Regions from separate parts of the Gossypium hirsutum genome. Here region 2 is linked to region 1. A link is a contact called in public Hi-C data. All regions are on one chromosome and are shown on one strand. The core of a region is the stretch at or near the end of the contact, and the rest is flanking DNA. Distances in the headings are between cores, read along the strand shown.

What was found. Hi-C and Micro-C count contacts between places; a contact is called where the count stands out from the background.
Region 2: a contact with region 1 is called in a Hi-C map of leaf, with 1.9 times the contacts expected there. The contact joins the promoter of LOC107948461 here to the promoter of LOC107948464 in region 1. A contact is called at or near these places in 4 of 34 Hi-C or Micro-C datasets (callus and leaf).

What each region holds. Positions count from the first base shown.
Region 1 is chrD04:36,996,203-37,000,987 of Gossypium_hirsutum_v2.1, reverse strand. It overlaps LOC107948464, which reads left to right and starts at 2,657. Exons shown (of 8, transcript XM_016883019.2): 1 at 2,657-3,055; 2 at 3,904-4,056; 3 at 4,127-4,204; 4 at 4,300-4,494; 5 at 4,569-4,646. The coding sequence starts at 2,774.
Region 2 is chrD04:37,142,170-37,146,954 of Gossypium_hirsutum_v2.1, reverse strand. LOC107948461 (serine/threonine-protein kinase D6PKL1) reads right to left here and starts at 2,663. Exons shown (of 3, transcript XM_016883014.2): 1 at 2,433-2,663; 2 at 1-1,661. The coding sequence starts at 1,486.

The DNA.
Region 1 (4,785 bases), core at 1,408-3,907:
CAATTTACTATTCTACCCTTATAATTTTAACTTAATAATTAACAAAAAAGTGTCCACTATCTATCTATATGTTTTATTTACTATCTAAGTCCATTAATTTACATTTCCATAGCCATTTAACACATTTAACTAATAGAAACTAACTTTTGAAGTTTTTACGATTTAGTTATTTTTACTTAATTAACTAACTATATGTTAAAATTTCTTAACCAAATTTTAATACGACCTTCTAATAACCCTATAAATAATAAATAATTAATAAAACACTAACACACTAGTCAGAATTGTGGTCCCAAAATCATTGTTTCTAACACCACTAAAAACGTGTTGTTACAATCGTCGCAACAACTATTTGGTTTACAGGAGCAACTGAGGTTGATGAAGGAACAAACGACTTGAAAAAGTGTCAAATTTGAAAAACAAAAATTACTTCAACAAGAGCTTTCAAGACAGAACGAATAACTAAGAAAGAAGGCACAATTCAACCATTTTGATCTTCAGGACCATGTCACACCTCTCTAGGAGGAGGCTATGAGTGCACATGCAAAGCCATGACAGAACGGGATGGATGCTCTGCGTAGAGATGTGCGAGCATTGCACCTTGATGTGCAAGACATGGATTGGTTGTTTTGTTCTAACAACCCATTGTCTCCAAAGGTGGTAGCTGTGAGCCTACCAACCAAGTTTAAAGTCCCAAAATAGATGTTTGAAGGTAGAATAGATCCTCGGGCACATCTCATGCAGTATAATGATTATATGAATGTGTTAGGGGCTTCTGATGCAACAAAATGTAAAGCTTTCTCGACGGCCTTTAGGGGAAGCGCGAAAGATTGATATTTATCATTGCCCCAGGGCTCCATTCAAAGTTTCTCATAGTTGGGATAGATGTTAAAGACAATTAAGTTCCCTATAGTTTTCTCTTGTACCTGATGGGATCTTAGTGCTCAAACAAAACTCTAGGGTGTACCCCCTCATAGATGTGCACTTTTTTAGGTGTAATCTTTCTTTCCTTGAAAATGTCTTGCGATAAATTCCTCAGATATCGCTAATAGGCGGATGCTTTAACGCTAGAATGCGTCAATACTTTAACTCGCCATCAAACCAACAAGATGGAGATTACCATATTGCGCCAAATAGTTTACATACCTACCTTACTCATTTTTTTCGGATCTGCCAATTTTCGGGGCGTGACACAAAAAAATATTGTAGCCATGATGTTGTGTACTACTAATTATGCACTTGGATAATATTATTAATTTAATGTTATGCAGTACTAGTTGTGGTTTGGAAGCTAATTTGTTATTATTCAATCTTTGTTCTTTGTTTTTTGTTTTTTATACACAATTAGGAATCATCTATCCGATTTGGTTGTTTTTAATTTATGATTGTTGATATTCTAGCTTAATAATTGAGTAATATTATATATTTAATTTTGATGTATTTATTTATAAATAAATCATTGCAATATATGCAAAAACAATGTAAAATATAAATTTATAGATATAAAATAAACTCAATTAAACAATAAAAAGATAAGAAAATCTCAAATGTATGTTTGTTTAATTGAAAATAGCTTTTATAAAATATTTTCAAGAAATCTGTCAAATAAGAGAAAATATTTGACACATATTCTTCCAACCACCAGAAAGTATTAGCTTTTTTGTTTAGAAATCATTTTCTAAAAGTCATTTTCAATGAAACAAATGAAGCCTTAGAGCTTTTGATTTAGAATTACTTAACATATGGACTAATTAGTGAAATAAATGTGAATTAAAATAATTTTAGAAAATTAAATTCTAATAAATGAATGTTGCTATGGAAAATTTGATACTTGTAACTGGAAAAGTTATTTGTCTTTTATTAATTAAATGTTAAAAAGAATAATATTATGTAATACAATATTTTTAAATAATTAATAAAGCTATCATATTTCAAACTTAAATGTTTAATAATATTGGTCTGTTTTTAAAAGTAAAAAGTTTCTTATCGTTTCTATCAGTAGCTTTTTGTAAAATTTTAGAATTATATAGAATTATTTCTTCATGCAATCAGTAATTATAATTTTATTATAAATTATTAAATTTTAAAACTTTCTTGTAACAAAAAACAATTTAAAACATTCAAAGTTAATAAAAAAATTAATTTACTATATCTGAATTAATATATGTCTTAAATATTCTCGTATAATTATGTTAATTAGAAATCCGAGTTTTTCGAATTTTGTATCAAATTTATTTTGGAGTGGAGCTCAAATTTGTGTTGGATCTTGAATTATTTTTATGAATTTAATTATTTCGAATTTTAATTTTATCTCTGATTAATTTTGACAGCAAGGTGCTGTTTTTTTTTTTACAGTTTTACTGAAAAAATGATTTCCAGTTTTTACCCCAAAAACCAGTAGAAGAGGTGAAATTAAATCCTGAAGGTTTTAATTTTACCTGGTCCTCCCATTCCCACGTAGAACCCCAAATGACAAAATCCCACGTTGTATTTACTCACTACATCTGCGTGTCGGATGCCAATTTCTGCTTCTTTAATTCCATTCACTCGCACGTGCTGGACCCCACACACGAGTCACTTGATCGTCTACGTGGCATAAAAATTATACGTGGCACTCTCAGATACATCCTCAAGGCGCCGCAGAGACTTGTAAGAGACCTTTTCCTTTTGGGTTACTTTCCTTACAAAGAAGTTGAATGTGTTCTGTTTCCTCTCTTTTGATTTTCATTTTCCCTTAGTTTTTGAATTTTTGTTTCGTTTTTCCCTCTTTGGGATGGAATTAGGGAGAGGTTTTCTTTCGAGCTCGTGCGCTTCGCCAACGGCAGATGCGGCGAAGGATGCGTTGGCGGCGGATCGGATGGATATGGAAGCGGCGGAGATATTGGCCGCCTTGGCGCATTCGAAGAAGCGGCTTGCTGTTTCCGTCTCCGCTGAATTTGGCGCCAAATGGGGATGCAAAGGGAGGAGACTGAGGAAGCGAGCCAGTACCAGTACTGAGTCACTGCCTTCTGGCGTCGGTTCGAACCCGGTTCAATCCGGTTCGGATCTCGCTGAGGTTGGTGAATCAATCTAATTTTATCAATATATATACTTGAAAGGATAGTTTTATCGATATTTTCGATTTATTTATCTATTCTATTCTATTTTAAGAAAAAAATCTGATATTTTTTATTCAGTGGCTTTTCACTGTGTCTGCCCGGAATTAGTGATTTAAATTACCTTTTGAAAGTGATGTTCATTATTGAAAATGTGGAAATAATACATACCAAAAGAAGTTAATTCTTTTTGCTCAAAAACAAAATTATACATTTCGATTTTTTTTTCATGATACTTGAAATTTCATTTGATAAAAATGATTCTGTATTGTGATTGCTGGAAATGTCATTTTGAATAGTAAGAAAAAAATTCTTTTACTGTTAATATATTTAATTAAAGATAACCAACCACTCAAATAACTTATTGATTTTCTTATAATCTGTTAAGTTCTTGATCTTATCGATGTTAATATGTCAAATGCGATGCAAGAATTTGAAGATAATAATGGTGAATATCTTAATGTTGAACACTTTGTAGTTTTGGTCAGCTTTTATTTCACTTTTCTATTTCTGGGATTTAAAGGAATTAAATTATACGCGGGAAGAACATAGATAAACTAGTAAGAAACTGGTGGCCATAGAAAATTTTCTAATTTTAGAAAGTTAGAACATAAGTAATAATCATTGATATGGAAAATGAGGTTAGCTAAACCTGTTGGGTCTTTATTGGAATTCTGATGTGGTTAACTAGACAAGTTATCTTGTGTCTTAATTGGACGAAGTGATCTGTCAGCAAGTGACACTATTCTTATAAGTGAGAGTGACACTATTTTATGCAGGACTTGAGAACTATTTTTGTTTATAGCAGGATCAAGCTACAATAGGCCAGGAGCAAAGTCAAGTGATGAGCACATCTGTAGTTATTGAATCGGTAGTAGCTGAGTCGCTTAATGGGAGTCATCCTAGCGCTGAAAGATACCCATCCGATGGGGTGGTGAGGTCCAGTCAGAATGTAACCAAGGTATTAACTTGTTTGATTTACCATTGTGCTTTTCAAATGCTACTATTTTTGACTGATTGTTCTTTATCAGGCTGAAAAAGAAACATGTAGATTGCATAGAATGTTAACCCGTAAGGAGTCTGATTGGCAGATGATTCATGAAAGGCCGGTTGGTTGTGCTTGTGATATGTTGCATTTTTTATTTATATGTTTATTTTTAGATTTTATTAATCTACTTATACTGGTTCCTCGCTTTAACTTTAGATATTATTCAGCACTGTGGGAATACCTGAGAAAGATATTTGGGAGGATAGTCAGCTGAATGAAATGACAGGGAACAATGCTCTCATAAAACCAGTGAAGACTGAGCAGAATGCTGAATCAGTCAGATCAAGTCCTGCAGGTGCAATAAAACACATGTCAGGTGGTGGGGGAAGGTCAAGACAGAATTTAACTGAGGTGGAACAACCTTTTATTTGATCTTCTTTCTTTAAGATTGATCTTTATATTTCATCTGAAGCTTTTTCTATCAGGCTGAAAAGGAAGCACGGAGATTACGTAGAATATTAGCAAACAGGGAGTCTGCTAGACAAACGATTCGCCGAAGGCAGGTAATTGATTTGTTGCATGTTCAGTTCTGTTTGCTTTTAGGTTATATGTTACCTTGTTGTCAGTCTCCATTTGTTAAGTTACCTGTATCTTTTACTTGCTTTGACTGTAATTTTTTTTTTATTGTCTAATGAGAATGTC
Region 2 (4,785 bases), core at 1,414-3,913, 150 kb before region 1:
CTCCACAACCAAGCTTCTTTAAAAGATTGAAATGTCTCAACCCCAAAACACCATCCTGCATTCTTATGTGGGAGATGGCGTCCCACCTCATGTCCTTTGACATGTGAGGTTTGTTGCCACAGGTAGACCCACTTAAATTGCTGTCACCGCTGATGCTTGTGCTGCTACTATCACCAAGGCTGCTTGAACTTTGTGAGATGTCTCCCTTTTCTCTTGCTTTGGGGCTATTTTTAGCCCTTGGAATGGCAGCTTGGCTTCTGTTAGAGTTATTTTCAACCAAGGTTGGCTTGTGCATATCAGAACTCACATGACTTGAGCTGACTTCAGCAATAATACCAGCCGATTGTGACTTTATGGAATCTTGATTTGTTTCATTACTTGAAGTCTTCATAGAGCACTGGCATCTCTGACAAATTAATTGACTTGCATTCGAGTCCAAGTGGCTATTAACTTCTTTAGAAGTATTAGCAGCAGAAGAGGAATCCTGCTTCGTTTTCTTCTTGATAGAACTCTTGTTCCTGACAATTGTTTTAGCCACCCTGGGTACATTCCTTGTTGTCCTGCTTGCTTTATTGCCATTGGTCAAGCTGGATGAAGGAACAGCATGCAACCTGCCTTTCCGTCCCGACTTTGGCACAGGTGATCTTTTTGGTACCTTGGTTGAAGCAGGCACGGTACTCTCAGGTTCTAATGTATTATCATCAGCATAAGAACATGATGGAGAAGATGCAGAAGTATGCTTTTCTTTCCGACACATCTCTGCCTTTGGTGCTTGAGTTCCAACTTTTCTGGACGTAGAACTATCAGTTTGAGTTGATGTAGAAGTTCCAGTGCTAATTTGCATTGTTGCACGAGGAAACTGTGGTGAACAATTAGCACTTTGGCTCAGCAACTTATTCTTGGGAGCTTGACGTGGGGCAGTCATCATCCTAGAAGAAGTCGGTTTGTCATCTTCAGGCACAAAAGATATTTCAACCATGCTCCCCTTATGTTCATTTCCAGGAACACCAGAGTCAACTAAAACTGGATTGAACGAACTCTTTACCCTTCCAGCTTCAGAGGCGCTAGGGGAACTAATTGACATTGACAACCGTTTCATAGCAGCCATTTCTGATGCTTTAGAAATGCAAAGATCCCTTAATGCCTGTTTCAATGACAACGGCTCTGAACCACCAGTTCTCGGGGAGTGGGGCATCCCCACAGCAATTGGTTTCTTCAAAGCATTTTTCTTTAAAGAGCTCGAGCTAGTACCTCCTTGGTACGAAACACTTAAACCTTTAGGACCTTTGACATTGATAGCCTCAAAAAGCTGGTTAATATCATTTTCTAGAGAATTCTTGTATCCCAGTTTCTGTACAGGTGGCTTCTGATCCTTTTCACCAATGCCTAATCCTATATGCGGTCGGTATGTCCGTCTAGAACGTTGTACCGGTTTTAGCTCTTCACCTGCTTCAATAATTTCACAAGAACCAGAATATGAACCCATCTTAACTGTTACACTGGCACTAACTTTTCTCAGCTGTATCTTCAAAGTTTTATTATACCCTCAAAATTATACTAATTCATGTTTCCGCATAAACCAACTTCAACGATCCAAATGCGTGCAAACTTGTGAGCATGCTTTAATAAAATCGATTTTAAAGCTCCTATATTCCGAGAACCTAAACACAATCACCAAACGGAAACAGTTAAAAACCAGAAGTATCAAAGAAAGGTCATGTCAAAAACTATAATGATATATCTACATATATAAGGGTATCAAACCACAAATAAATCACATCAAAATGACTGCCAAAAGATTTTCAAAAATGGCAAATCTTCGATATGCTAGCACCAATCACAATTCACTTGTACCCCAGAGATATCATGATGCTTTAGCATAAAACGACTGAACTGTGAACCTAATCAAATCAGCTAAATAATGAAAATCACTACTGCTACTATGGCGCTTTCCACGCTTTTAATGTATCATAGCCAAATCATACGCAACACATGTTAGATTTAAACTTAAAAAAATAGCAAAGAAAATGATAGCCAAACATAAATTTTAAACTCTACTTTTTCACATATTTTTTCATTATTTTTTCTTTCTTTCAGATGCAATAGATCAGAAGTAGAAATGAAGACAAATCCAAGCTGCAAAGTAAGCTTTGCTCCATTTCTAGCTTTAACAAAAAAGGAGACCACTACGGATCCAGCTACCATATGAAACACAAAAACACTCTTTTAACTGCCAACCATAGCCCAACCCCCTCCAAAGGGAAAAAAAAAGAGAGCAGAAAATCAAGACAAAACCCAGAAACAGGATACTCCAACATCCTTAAATGTCATTGCATGTATCAAATCCAACCCCACGAAAAAAGCACAAAGATTCAAAGCCCCCCAGCAACAAACAAAAAGCCAAAACTTGAATCGATAGAAAGAGACAGTACCTTAAGAAAGGAGAGAGAAGTGAAAACAATGAGGAACAGGTTCTGGAACTAAAATGTTGACATGAGAAAGTATACAAACAGTTGTTTAGGAATTGGAAACCCTACACCAAAAATGCAAGAACCCAAAGAGAGGCTTTGAGGAGGAAGAAGAGAGAGAAAGAGTAAGAGCACCAAAATAGAGAAATAGAAAACGTTAGTTTTATTATTTTACGTTGGGGCTCTGATTATTTTGAAGGATGGAAGTGGATCCACCATGTATTAAAGTGGGTCTCACGTAGTCGGCAATAGGGAACGGTAGATGTACTCACTGCCTAGCCTATCCTACTTAAAAAAGTCATTTAACAAGGGAAATATTTTGTAAAGTTATACATTTAATTTTTATATTTTAATTTTGATATAAACAGAAGCACTTTAAAATATTTAGTTAAATTAATCAATATTATTATATCATGGTATACTTATATATTTAGTCTATATTCTCTAATTAAAATTTTAGTATTGTCGCAAATGATAATTATTAATCAGTTATCATGATATTATACATGTGACAATATGTTTATTGCATCAAATTTTAAAAATAATATAACTTAATAAATTTAACGATTATCGTTTGATGAAAATTAAAATTTTAAATTTTAAAAATATATAAAAATAAAAAGTTACAACATTAAATTCATAACTTCGCAAAATAAAAGGATGAATAGCACAATTTAACCTGTTGGTAATTTTGAAATATTGAGTGTTTAAGATTGAATATTATTTTTTAAAAGTTATGTATAAAATTAATATGATTGTATTTACAGCACATCTTCTCAAAAAATAAATAAATTTATTTTAAATATGATATTAATAATATATATTTGTTTAAATTTAATATCGCCATATTTAAATTTTAGGGACTTTCCTCCAAAGATAACTTTGTTTAAATTGCAAACATATCCATACTTTCTTTTGTACCATCGTTGGTTCTTTTAATCAAAAATAGGATCCAATACTGAATTGAACTCATCCCCAATTTATTAGATTTCATATCCAGTTTGAACCCAAGTCAAACAGTTTTTGTAAATGTACACTCATGAAATAGGTGTGATAGTAAGTTAATCTTATATGTTTAATGTACCTAATTTTGGTCAATTTTTTTAATAGAATGTTATTAAGCTTGTGGTTTCTTACTTAAATTTTATCAGGGACGCAATTGGAGTGTTGAAATTCAAAAACAAACAAATACAAGCTAAATTGGGGTGAAAAGCAAATTTGGGGCTGAAGCAAAAATTCAAAATAATTTGGGTTGCTGAAGAAAAAAATCAGAGGTTGACTTTGAAGGATTCAAATATTCTGTTCAACGAAAATCTTGAAAATTTGGATTTTTACTTAAACATTGGTTAGTGCTTAATTGTTACCAGGAATTTAGGCCTAAATTGTGAAACTTAGTTCCTTGGGAACTAGTATAAAAAGGGGTGTAACCGGGCATTGAGAGGACGGGCTGGAGTTGAGAATTTATTTTAGAATTTGCGTCAGTAACATCTTGAAGTTTGTTGCCTTATTTTTTTTCTTTTTATATTTTGGTGAAATTGCCCCTCAAGTTCCCTCCATTTACTTTCATAACCTTGCATTCTATCTAAACTTCCAAAATTTCATTGAGCGTGACCAAATTCATGTTTAACTAATCCCCGCTTAGTTTTAGGCAAGCAATCAATCCAATTGAAAATCACGAGAAATAAACCCGTACTAAAAACCTTCAACACGGTATTCATTATCTCTCTGGAATACGGGACAAGTATAATCATCTCTCTAAGTTAACTCGATTTCAACTCAGAAAGGGCTCGTTGGGTTAGGAATTTTTTGACGTACAGTTGGGAAAACGGATCAATCGACTACCACATTCGAGTTCTCACAAACAAATTAGAATGCCTAGGTGGAGAAGGCCATTTGGATTCCGTCAAGGGAGATAATGATTGGATTTTAACGACCCACGTGGTTGAGGCCATTGATTCGATTTGAGCTCTTTTAGATCACAAGGTTGTTGAGGTCTTAAATTGTAAACACGTGTTATGCAATTAGACAATTGGTAAGGGTTGGCTTGCAGGGTGTCCCAGAATCAACTACACAAGGAATAGTTGGCGGTGAAGGCAGCCTTGATCGTTATAACCAGCTTATCATTTGGAAGGGAAAATTCATCTTTGAGGATTGATTCGAGTCTGGAATATACTAATTCTAAGGCTAAAAATTCGCATAATTGATTATCTAATTTAATTTCGCTTATTTAATTTTATTTTTTACATTTAGAATTCAACTATTATTTTGTTCTATTTATTTTTATACTTTTAATCCTATTCAACTAAAACCCCCTCCA